3 separate regions of the Mus musculus genome follow, and regions 1 and 2 are each linked to region 3. A link is a contact called in public Hi-C and promoter capture Hi-C data. All regions are on one chromosome and are shown on one strand. Each heading gives the region's core, a stretch centred on a gene start, on an enhancer-like site or on the middle of the called end of the contact. The rest is flanking DNA. Distances are from core to core; before and after follow the strand shown.

Region 1 (3,105 bases), core at 521-3,020, 200 kb before region 3:
ATTGGGTCTATTTGTGTGTTAGATTTTCATCACTATAACAAACAAACATTTAAGATACTAAATCTATAATAAAGAAAAGCTTTATTTTGGCTCATTTCCTAATCAGGAATTCTTAATGGCACAACATGGAGGGAACTACATAGCAGAGTACAACTATTCATCTCCTGGTTGGGAAGCAAAAGAGAGGAAGATAATGGGTTCCATTGTCCTTAGGAGGGCTACTCTTGGCTGTCAATGTGACTGGATCTGGAACTAACTAACATGAAAACCAATGGGCACTCTTACAAGGATTTTCTTGATCTGGGTGACATCTTTTGGTGGCATTCCAGAAAAATGATGAAAAAGGAAGCCTTGTTCATGCCTTCTTCCCTTCACTCTCACTGCCAAGTTCACATTTATCTGTTATTTTTGTTACTATTCATTCTTTCATTGATATTTGGATCCAATGTTGGGCATGTTTTGAAAACTAGTGGCTCTCCACAAATCTTCATTATCACACCAGGACTGCTGAGCCATCCAGCATCATGGACTCAGAAACTATCAGGTTCTCAACCTTTGTGCTGTGAACCTGTCATTGTTGGACTTGTATGTGTCAACCTAATAGCTCCCCTTCTAATATATATTCATGATATTGGTGCTGCTGTTTTAGAAACCTTAATTAATTTAATGCTTCTGAGGTTTGTCCCAAATAACTCAAAGCCCTCTCATTAGGCTCCACATTTTCAAGGCTCCACCACGTCCTAACAGTGTCAAGCTTGAGCAAGCCTTTTGATACAACATCTTGAGAGTGAAATTCCAGATTGGAATCACAGTGAAGCTTCACTCTGACCCTCAAACCTTACTGGAGTCTTCCTGCAAACACTAAAGAAAATAATTCCCATCCCTCTCCAAATTGACTGATCTTTAAACATTTGAGGACACTGGTCCTTTATTTTCTTGCTAAACACACACATTAAGCATCCCTATTTCCTTCTGTCATTCCTCAGGAGGGAATTTTCCAGTTGGTGCAGTATCCTTGTGGAGGAAAGCCCATTCAGCAGGAAGAGCTTTCAAGAATAGATGGACATATCCTTTTAATTTAATTGAACAGATTTGTTAATAAAAGTCAAAGTATAATTTGTTTCTTCTTGAGAGCTTCTTCATTACAGTAGTTTATTTTAAATCTACAAAGATGAACTGTCTCTTGTCACAAGCCCACATTTAGTCCATTTTCCACCCAGCAAGTTTTTGTGGCCTAAATTTAGGGCGGCACACTCGGTCAAGCATTTCTCTCTAATGTCCCTCCTTTTGTTTCAGCCTATCATTTCAAGCTCTTCATTTGGTGTTGGCAAATGTGCAGTTTACTTTCTTACAATATATTACAGTGAAATCACGAACCCTCCTGTGGATTAGCAGTGGGAGATCATTAGCCTTGATTTTCTTGGCCCTCTGAGGAGACAGTGCACTGTTGGTGCCAGCAAGTGTCAGGAAACTTGAAAAAAAAACATGATTTAATTATTCAAATGTTTAGATAAATACGTTTAAGTTCCTTGTCCAATGTCATAATTGAAGCCACTGGTGCCTGTAAATGTAACAAGAATTTTACAGATTTGGGGCCTTTTCTTTTTCACGTTTATGAGATTTTTAAAAAAGAATTATGATTTCTCATTATTTTTTAAGAGTTGGTCTTGCTGGCCTGATGCCAAGAATGGGATTGTATACTGTAGAATCATGGGATGTTGCTGCTAAGGCTCTGACTCATTCCCTAAATTAAGAAATGGCTCTCAAGGGTAAGCTGTGCTTCTGCATCCTGGCTACAAATTAAGAGTCAGGCTTTGCAAAAGATGCTGGGGCTTGACTGCCATCAGGCTACAAATTAAGAGTTAGGCTTTGCAGAAGATGCTGAGGTTGGAAGGACATTTTCACGGGCAGAAGTGCAGAAGGTTATGTGGTTGTGGACACATCCACACTGAGAGTTAACGCTGGCTTCTGTAAGTTTCTTCTTGTTACAGGAAAATGTCAAAACAGAAAGAAATGAAAGGGAAGGAAGGGCAGAGGAAGGAGGGAGGCAGCAGAGGGAGTACAGAAGGAGTCACAAAAACCCTACAAAATCCATCTGGGTTATTTTTCTAAGTTCAGAATAAAATGTGAGCCTCCCTTGCTGAGCAGGTGTTTGCAAATTGCCATCCTTTCTTCTTGAGATCGAGTGCTCTAGGCCACCTGATATTTTACATCCCAGCAGATAATGCAAGAAATCAGCTTAAGAGAGGTTTCTTGAAAGATGTTGGCAGCCTGACTGTGAGGGCTGAAAGGAAGAAACTCAGTCTGAGGAGCCAGTTGCATCCTAATCAATTCTTGCTGGCTGCTTTTATATTCTTCATGTTTCGTTTAGTTAGTGATCTGAAGAAAATGAACCTGACCCGTGAAAAGCTGGAAGGCTGCTCTGTCTGACCGAGAAGTCTACATGACTTTTGTTTGCCCTGTGAATTAGAATAGACACTACTGTAAAATAAATGCAATGAGAATAGGCGGACAAGACCCTCTCCCTGGAGGGAGCAAATGATAAGATCAATACAAAGAGTGTCAGTGATTGATGGCAGCTGTGCTTGGTGATGGGTGCCAGGCAGGGCTTGACAGGCCCGTCATGGGAAACGCTGCATGTGACTGTGTGACTTTCTGACATCCTGTGCATGCAGGGAATGAAGAGGAGGAAAATCTCCTCCCAGGGCTTTTATGCTGCCTGCCTGAAGTCGAGAAATGACAGTCAGTGATTACAGTTGGAATGAGAGATCTCAGACAGGGTAAGAGCAAGCCAAAAACTGCCTCTTTTCTCTGCCTCTCTGCTCTGCTCTTCCTTTTGTCTCTTCTCTTCCATCAAGATGGAGTGTATGAGGGGAGAGAGAGAGAGAGGGAGAGAGAGAGAGAGGGAGAGAGAGAGAGAGGGAGAGAGAGAGAGAGAGAGAGAGAGAGAGAGAGAGACTGAGAGAGCGAGCGAAGTGTGGAGCAGTGTGGAGAGCCTATCTCAAGCAGAACATAGGCTGTCAGCTTGTAACCCATGATTTGACTTCAAGTCATTTGTTTGGCTGCTGCCAGATACCCCTTCTCTCCAAACTGCTCTCCAAGCTG
Region 2 (3,070 bases), core at 404-2,903, 180 kb before region 3:
GGGTAATTAAGTTTTAACATAATTGCTGGAATAGTAATTTCAGTAGAAAAGACACCTTCCTCCTTAGAATTCAAGTGGATCTTCAAGTTGCACTGAGCTTTAAGTATCATAGCTGCTATAGTGTTAGGCTCTAAGACAATGTAGTACCTTTGCATCTATGAAGCAAGAAGGACACTTGCAATCTAAAGTTTTAATATTTAAGCATATAATGTTATATTATTTAAATATTTAATGTTATAATAATATTTAAAGAAAGAATCCATTTGTTCCCCTGAAGCCAAAACCACTATATAACGCACATTCAAATTCTTGAAATATATAGAGGGCAGATTTCTAAATATCCACCCCTATTCTTTATTTCTTTTTTTATAAATTAAAAAAATATTTTTGAGACAGGGTTTCCTTGTGTACTCTTCGCTGTCCTGGAACTGGCTCTGTAGACCAGGATGGCCTTGAACTTACTCTGTCTCCTGAGTGCTGGGATTAAAGGTGAGTGCCACCGCCTCTTGGCAATATCCTATTCTTTGTCATAGAAAACATTTTAATGATTATCAGGGCAATATCCATTAATAAATAAATAGACCATAAGCTTTATTAGTACTATTTTATAGAAAAAGGCTCTCAGACTCTTCTTTTGGGAATCTGGAATGGAAAATGTGAAGGGAGACGTTCAGTGTGTTAGATACTAAGCAGGGACAGGGACTTCCTAGCATCCAAATATCTCTCTTTCACTTACTGGGTATATGGTCTGTGGCTTCTTACCTTTTGGAGGTCATGATGTTCACCACTTTGTTGCTATAGATAATTGTATTGATATACAAGAAATGAACATATTGTCACATGCTCTTTCTTCTAGGATTCACTTACCTAAGGAAGAACATTTGAAATGTTTTCAAAGTTTCTTTTATGTACCTTCCAGGTTGAGGCAATCTTAAGACGTCAATAAGTAAGTGTTGTTTGCACTTTTACATTTATCATCACAATATAATTTCCAAGTTGGTTTCTTCAAATATATGTCAATTTTATTTTTCTTTGAAATCGTATTCCTTATTTTTTACTATGCAATCACTAAACATATCAAAGAAAAGAGTATGTGGATAGTAACTATCCTAAAATTGAGGTAGAAAAAAATATTCCTAGCTCCTCTGCGTTCCTCTTCCATACATACTGTAAGTCCTGACTTCCTAACATGAGAGTGTGGAGTGATTTAAAATCATGTTAATCACTGTAACATTCTCAGCAGGAGAAGAAAATCAAATGGCTGAAATTATGCTAAAAATAAACCCCCCAGATTTGCTGGATTGGGCGACATTGGACTGTAAACAAATGTTCTCTCTTGGAAAGCTAATCCTGCCTGGCTTTTGACTTTCCTGGGAGATTGCTCTAATAGGCTTTTAAGCTGCATGTTGGATAATTGTTTCCACAACTAGCACAGATTGCTTTTCTCAAAAAAAAAAAAAATGAAAATGAAAGTTCTATCCAATTAAAATAGGACTATTAATAGCTGTCTGTGTGGGAAAGGAAAAGGCAACTCTTCAAAAACCCAGGCGGTGCATCGCAGAAATGTGGATTTTTCTCAGCTGCTGAGAGGTGAAGAGCTTATGATGTACAAAGAAGCAGAACAGCATCCAATTCAGCTTGCTTTTGCATCCCTCTCCAGGGAGGAGTACATGCCCCTGTGAGAATTCCCACATATCTCAGATACTGCAAAGCTGGCTAGTGTATACACTCTGCAAAGGAATCTTCCTTTGGTTTATGTTAGCAAGCTCAGTTACTTCCTGAGTCCTTCTTTCACAGCCATCAGCTATTTTGCACAGGGGAAAAAAAAAAAAAACCAGCAAACAGCTTTCTCCTTGTAGCTACAGTCAATCTCAGTAGCAAAAGACAACCACCACATGCAAGATAATGCCAGTGGTGTTGATATTATCATCATTCCGAGGACTGAAGCAGTAGTGGCAGCATTTCTGTAATCGTGTGTGTGTGTGTGTGTGTGTGTGTTCTTTTTATTGGCAGATGTTTTACTTAAACAAATATAATCAGGATTTGTGAAGATTCACCTTGGTCGTAGCTAAAGCTCATGAATATTCACTAATCTCCTCCTGTCCCAGTTGTTCCTCCAGCTGCTCACAGAACTCTGAGCCACATGTGCCTCCTGATTTGTCAAGAGCTGCATACATGGGAGGAAAGCATCTGTTTGTTATTTACATCCTGAGCACGTGAGCACTGGCTTAATTTATTTCATGGTCCCCTATGATCCTTTCCAAATGCTACTGCTTACAGAAAACTAGTGTTGATATCATATCTGACGCCTTAACTGAGCTCTTTGTACAGGAATGCACAAATCTATGGCATCATTTGCTCTCACAAGTAAAGCTTTAATGTAAAGAGCCTGTAGAGGTGTGGCTGAGGCAGCTTGCGACTCCTAGAACTCCTAGAACAAGATGTACAGATTATACATAAAGAGAGAAAACATTTTTTTCTTTGCCCAGACAGCCAGAATTTCTCTACAGACCATCCCTTTGTACTCTTTAATCTGTACAGCAGTAATATATTTTCTAATTGCCATGTTTCCAATCATTCCTATTTATGAGAGATATCCTGGCCTAATGTAAATTTCTGTGTATCTCAGTCCCACTCAACAGTGACTGGCTCTCAGCTATTAGCTTGGACAGTTGTTGAATTGTTTGTCCTGTTCAAGTTGGCCAGCAGGGCACGTGAAGAACAAGGCTTCCTTCATTTGTAGGGAGCTATAGGCATGATACTAGAGAACCCTTATGCAGTAGGCCCTCCAAATATCCCTGGTTAGACGCTGAGTGGTGTAAACACAAGCTCCATCTTGACTCCTACGTGAAGGCATCATTTGATTTATTCAGAGACTGCTCTACAATCCAGGTAGAGCATTTCCAGCATTTCCAGTGCTGATTTTTATATTCTTTTCACTTGAGTGTATTAGTGATGAATTTCTGATAGGTAAAACCATCTTTGAAGGACTAAGTCAAAATCCCAGATGCTTGGCAGTCATACTTCTGACACATAGTTTTATTTATTGATCTTGCTTCTGTAAAAGTAT
Region 3 (2,856 bases), core at 58-2,557:
AGAGAGAGAGAGAGAGAGGAAGGAAGAGAGAAAGAGAGAGAGGGGGAGGAAGGAAGGAAGAGAGAAAGAAAGAAAGAAAGAAAGAAAGAAAGAAAGAAAGAAAGAAAGAAAGAAAGAGGGAAGGAGAAAGGGAAGGAGGGAAGGAGGGAGGGAGGGAGAAAGACATACTGGAGAGGGATGAAATGTTCACACATTTGTAATGGGCCCTTGGATGGATGGATGGATGGATGGATGGATGGGTGGGTGGGTGGGTGGACTGATGGACAGACAGACAAACAGACAAAACAGAAATACAAGACAAATCTAAAACTTCTGGAATTCTAACTCCTGGGTTGTAATATGGCCTGTCCTGTAAAGTTCACAGACAAGATGGCTTAACGTTTTGCTCACAATTATGTTTGCACATGAAGTATCTATCCTCCAAGAAGATACATGAAGTATCTATCCTCCGAGAAGGTACTTGAGAGCATATTCCCCAGCTGGGAAATACCAGTTTGGAAACTTCTGGAAGCCTTTTTGGAGTTTGTAAGTAGACCACTGTGGGTGTCCTTGGGAACTGTAAGCCTCTACTGGGCCCACCTGTGTGTCTCTGTAATGAACTAAACAGCCTCGGCCATTCTCTCAGCCACCATGGAGTTGGGCTGTTCCACACGCCCCAAAGCAACGGAGACAAAAAAAAAAGCGAAAACAAAAACAAAAAACGATGGATCTCTAAAAACCACAGGCAAAAACATGAATTCTGCTGGTTAATGTCAGGTATTTTGTCTCAATGGCAAAAAGTCTAATGCAGTTGCTAAACCTCTTGTATATTACAAAACATCTTAGTTTGTGCACTTGATTATTAACTTAATTGACTAAAAGTAAAAATGTTAATTTTGTAGGATTAGCTATGTTTGCCAGCTGTTGCTAGGTAAAGCAACAGAGGAAATGTTTATGTGCATAACTACAAAAAACATGACGATGTTAATCAACACTGGGCGCGCGCGCGCGCACACACACACACACACACACACACACACACACACACACACACGCCCAAGCTCTAGGACATTAGAACAGATGTACGAGGATGACAATGACAATACCCCATCCATGCTGGAAGGAGCACAGCTGGTTCTGTTCTATCTGCCTTAAGGCCTCAAAAGAAATGACTTGTCACCAGACTGGGGCGGGAAAATGTTTGAGCACAGTAGCTCTGAGCCCATCTGAATTCCCTCCTCTGTCACTGATTGGCTAAGATATGGGAAGAAACAGCGCCCAGCCTCCTGCGGCTCCACTCGTCATTGGCTGAGAAGAGGTGGCAATCAGAGTTGGCCGAGACTGATGCCCTAGCTTCAGCTCTGTGCTGGTCTGGGAGCACTGTCGCCGCTGTAGTCGCTGTCTGGGTCCCTTCCGCGGTACTCTTGCCTGGAAGCTGCTTCCTAGGCTCCGGGCGCGGACACCATGGTGAGTGCTGTCAGGATGGTCAGCGGAACATCACACCTGAGCGGGTGGACCTTGACTGGCTAGAGAGCTGGCTGAGATGCAGAAACAAGCCCCAGGGCACACAGAGCGGAGGGCCGCGAGGAACAGCGCTTTTGGTGGGAGGTGGGGACATATGATCTGCTGGAGTGCTCCGAGTCTCTGGGTCTGGTTGGGTCCCCACCACTCAACCCCAGCCTCCAACTTCTGGGGATTCTGGGTTCCACGGGCAGGGTGGTGTGGGAAGCTCAGGGCTCAGGTTCCTGAGCTACCCCTGTTGCACCACGGTGACAGGTGAGCAGGGGTAAGAAGATGGGGGAGGGGAAAGGGACGACGAGAATTCAAAGATCCCGCAGAGTCCCCCCTTTTAGAATAGGGTACCCGAAAGCTTATCCTGAAGGCGAATGACAGGTCAGAGGCACCGGGTGGAAGACCGGGTTGCAAGGCGCGGGTCCTTGACCACGGTCTCTCTCTCTGCCCTTCAGTACGGTTTCGTGAACCATGCCCTGGAGCTGCTGGTGATCCGCAATTATGGTCCCGAGGTGTGGGAAGACATCAAGTAAGTGAACAGCCCCGCTCCCAGGGCCGCGCGTTGGCACCGAGCCCGCGCCCGCCCGCTTCCCTGGCTGCTCCCAGCAGGGTCGTGGTGCGCATCCTCCGGTCTCCTCTCCCACGCTCCGAAGCCGGGACCAGGAGAGGAGGGTAGGCCGGGGCGTGGCCGCGTGATCAAGCCCCTTGGGGTCGCTGCGGCCTCTTCACCCGGACTGAGCGTGGGAACACCCAGACAGGCAGAGCACTGTGACTCCCAGGCCAGGTTCAGAGGGTTGGCTAGCTCCCATGCAAGGGGACCTGGGGGCTTCCTGGGCCTCTGCAAGGTCTTAGGATCAGAGGCAGGAAATGAACAGAAGATTCGCTTTCTTTTGCGATTTGCACACCAGGAACACGTAATATGGTTAAATCATTTGGTTATGGTATAGTACACTCAAAGATTATTTCTCCAGTAAGTCATGAGAAACCGATATGTAATAAAGGGACATTTTCCCTTTAACTTGCCCAAATCACCCTTGCTTTGCTGTGTTTTCTTCTGGCAACCCTAGCAGGGCATCCTAGTTTCTGTAGAGCTTTGAGTCTGGTACTCAGATAAGACGAGAAAATAGACTTATCTGAGATTTTAAGGCCCAAGGCATCTCTTAAGCTTTCTGTAGGTCTAAGGAGGAGGTTTATTGGGGATTGAAGCCAGAACCTTGTCCTTGACAGGCAAACACAATGCCACTGAACTTTATGTCTGGCCTTTATGTTTTTGAGACGGGATCTCCCTACACACAGCGTAGGCTGTCCTGGAACTGCCAATCTTCTGCCCTCTCCTAGTGCAGGTTTTAGAGAAATGCATCATCA

What was found. Promoter capture Hi-C pulls out the DNA fragments that hold promoters and counts their contacts. Hi-C and Micro-C count contacts between places; a contact is called where the count stands out from the background.
Region 1: a Hi-C map of forebrain shows a contact between it and region 3, with 1.9 times the contacts expected there. The contact joins the enhancer-like site here to the promoter of Gucy1b1 in region 3. A contact is called at or near these places in 4 of 39 promoter capture datasets (embryonic stem cells, liver and pre-B cells), 4 of 484 Hi-C or Micro-C datasets (the N1E-115 cell line, cerebral cortex, forebrain and 1 more), 5 of 115 datasets of contacts at active chromatin or transcription factors (astrocytes, embryonic basal ganglia, embryonic forebrain and 2 more) and 1 of 9 other capture datasets (pancreatic islet).
Region 2: a promoter capture Hi-C map of hippocampal neurons shows a contact between it and region 3, with 4 times the contacts expected there. The contact joins the enhancer-like site here to the promoter of Gucy1b1 in region 3. A contact is called at or near these places in 4 of 39 promoter capture datasets (embryonic stem cells, hippocampal neurons, liver and 1 more), 1 of 484 Hi-C or Micro-C datasets (uterus) and 1 of 9 other capture datasets (pancreatic islet).

Annotation. Positions count from the first base shown.
Region 1 is chr3:82,274,311-82,277,415 of GRCm38.p6, reverse strand. No RefSeq gene overlaps it. Among named protein-coding and RNA genes, the nearest start is that of Gm29921, 39 kb to the right of the region's middle. Within about 2 kb of position 1,770, at least 73 of the 459 cell types and tissues checked have an H3K27ac peak or open chromatin away from gene starts, as enhancers often do. A contact at or near this core is called in the N1E-115 cell line, cerebral cortex, embryonic basal ganglia and 1 more, where this site is marked.
Region 2 is chr3:82,249,449-82,252,518 of GRCm38.p6, reverse strand. No RefSeq gene overlaps it. Among named protein-coding and RNA genes, the nearest start is that of Gm29921, 14 kb to the right of the region's middle. Within about 2 kb of position 1,653, at least 55 of the 459 cell types and tissues checked have an H3K27ac peak or open chromatin away from gene starts, as enhancers often do. A contact at or near this core is called in hippocampal neurons and uterus, where this site is marked.
Region 3 is chr3:82,073,162-82,076,017 of GRCm38.p6, reverse strand. Gucy1b1 (guanylate cyclase 1, soluble, beta 1) reads left to right here and starts at 1,307. Exons shown (of 14, transcript NM_017469.4): 1 at 1,307-1,446; 2 at 1,947-2,020. The coding sequence starts at 1,444.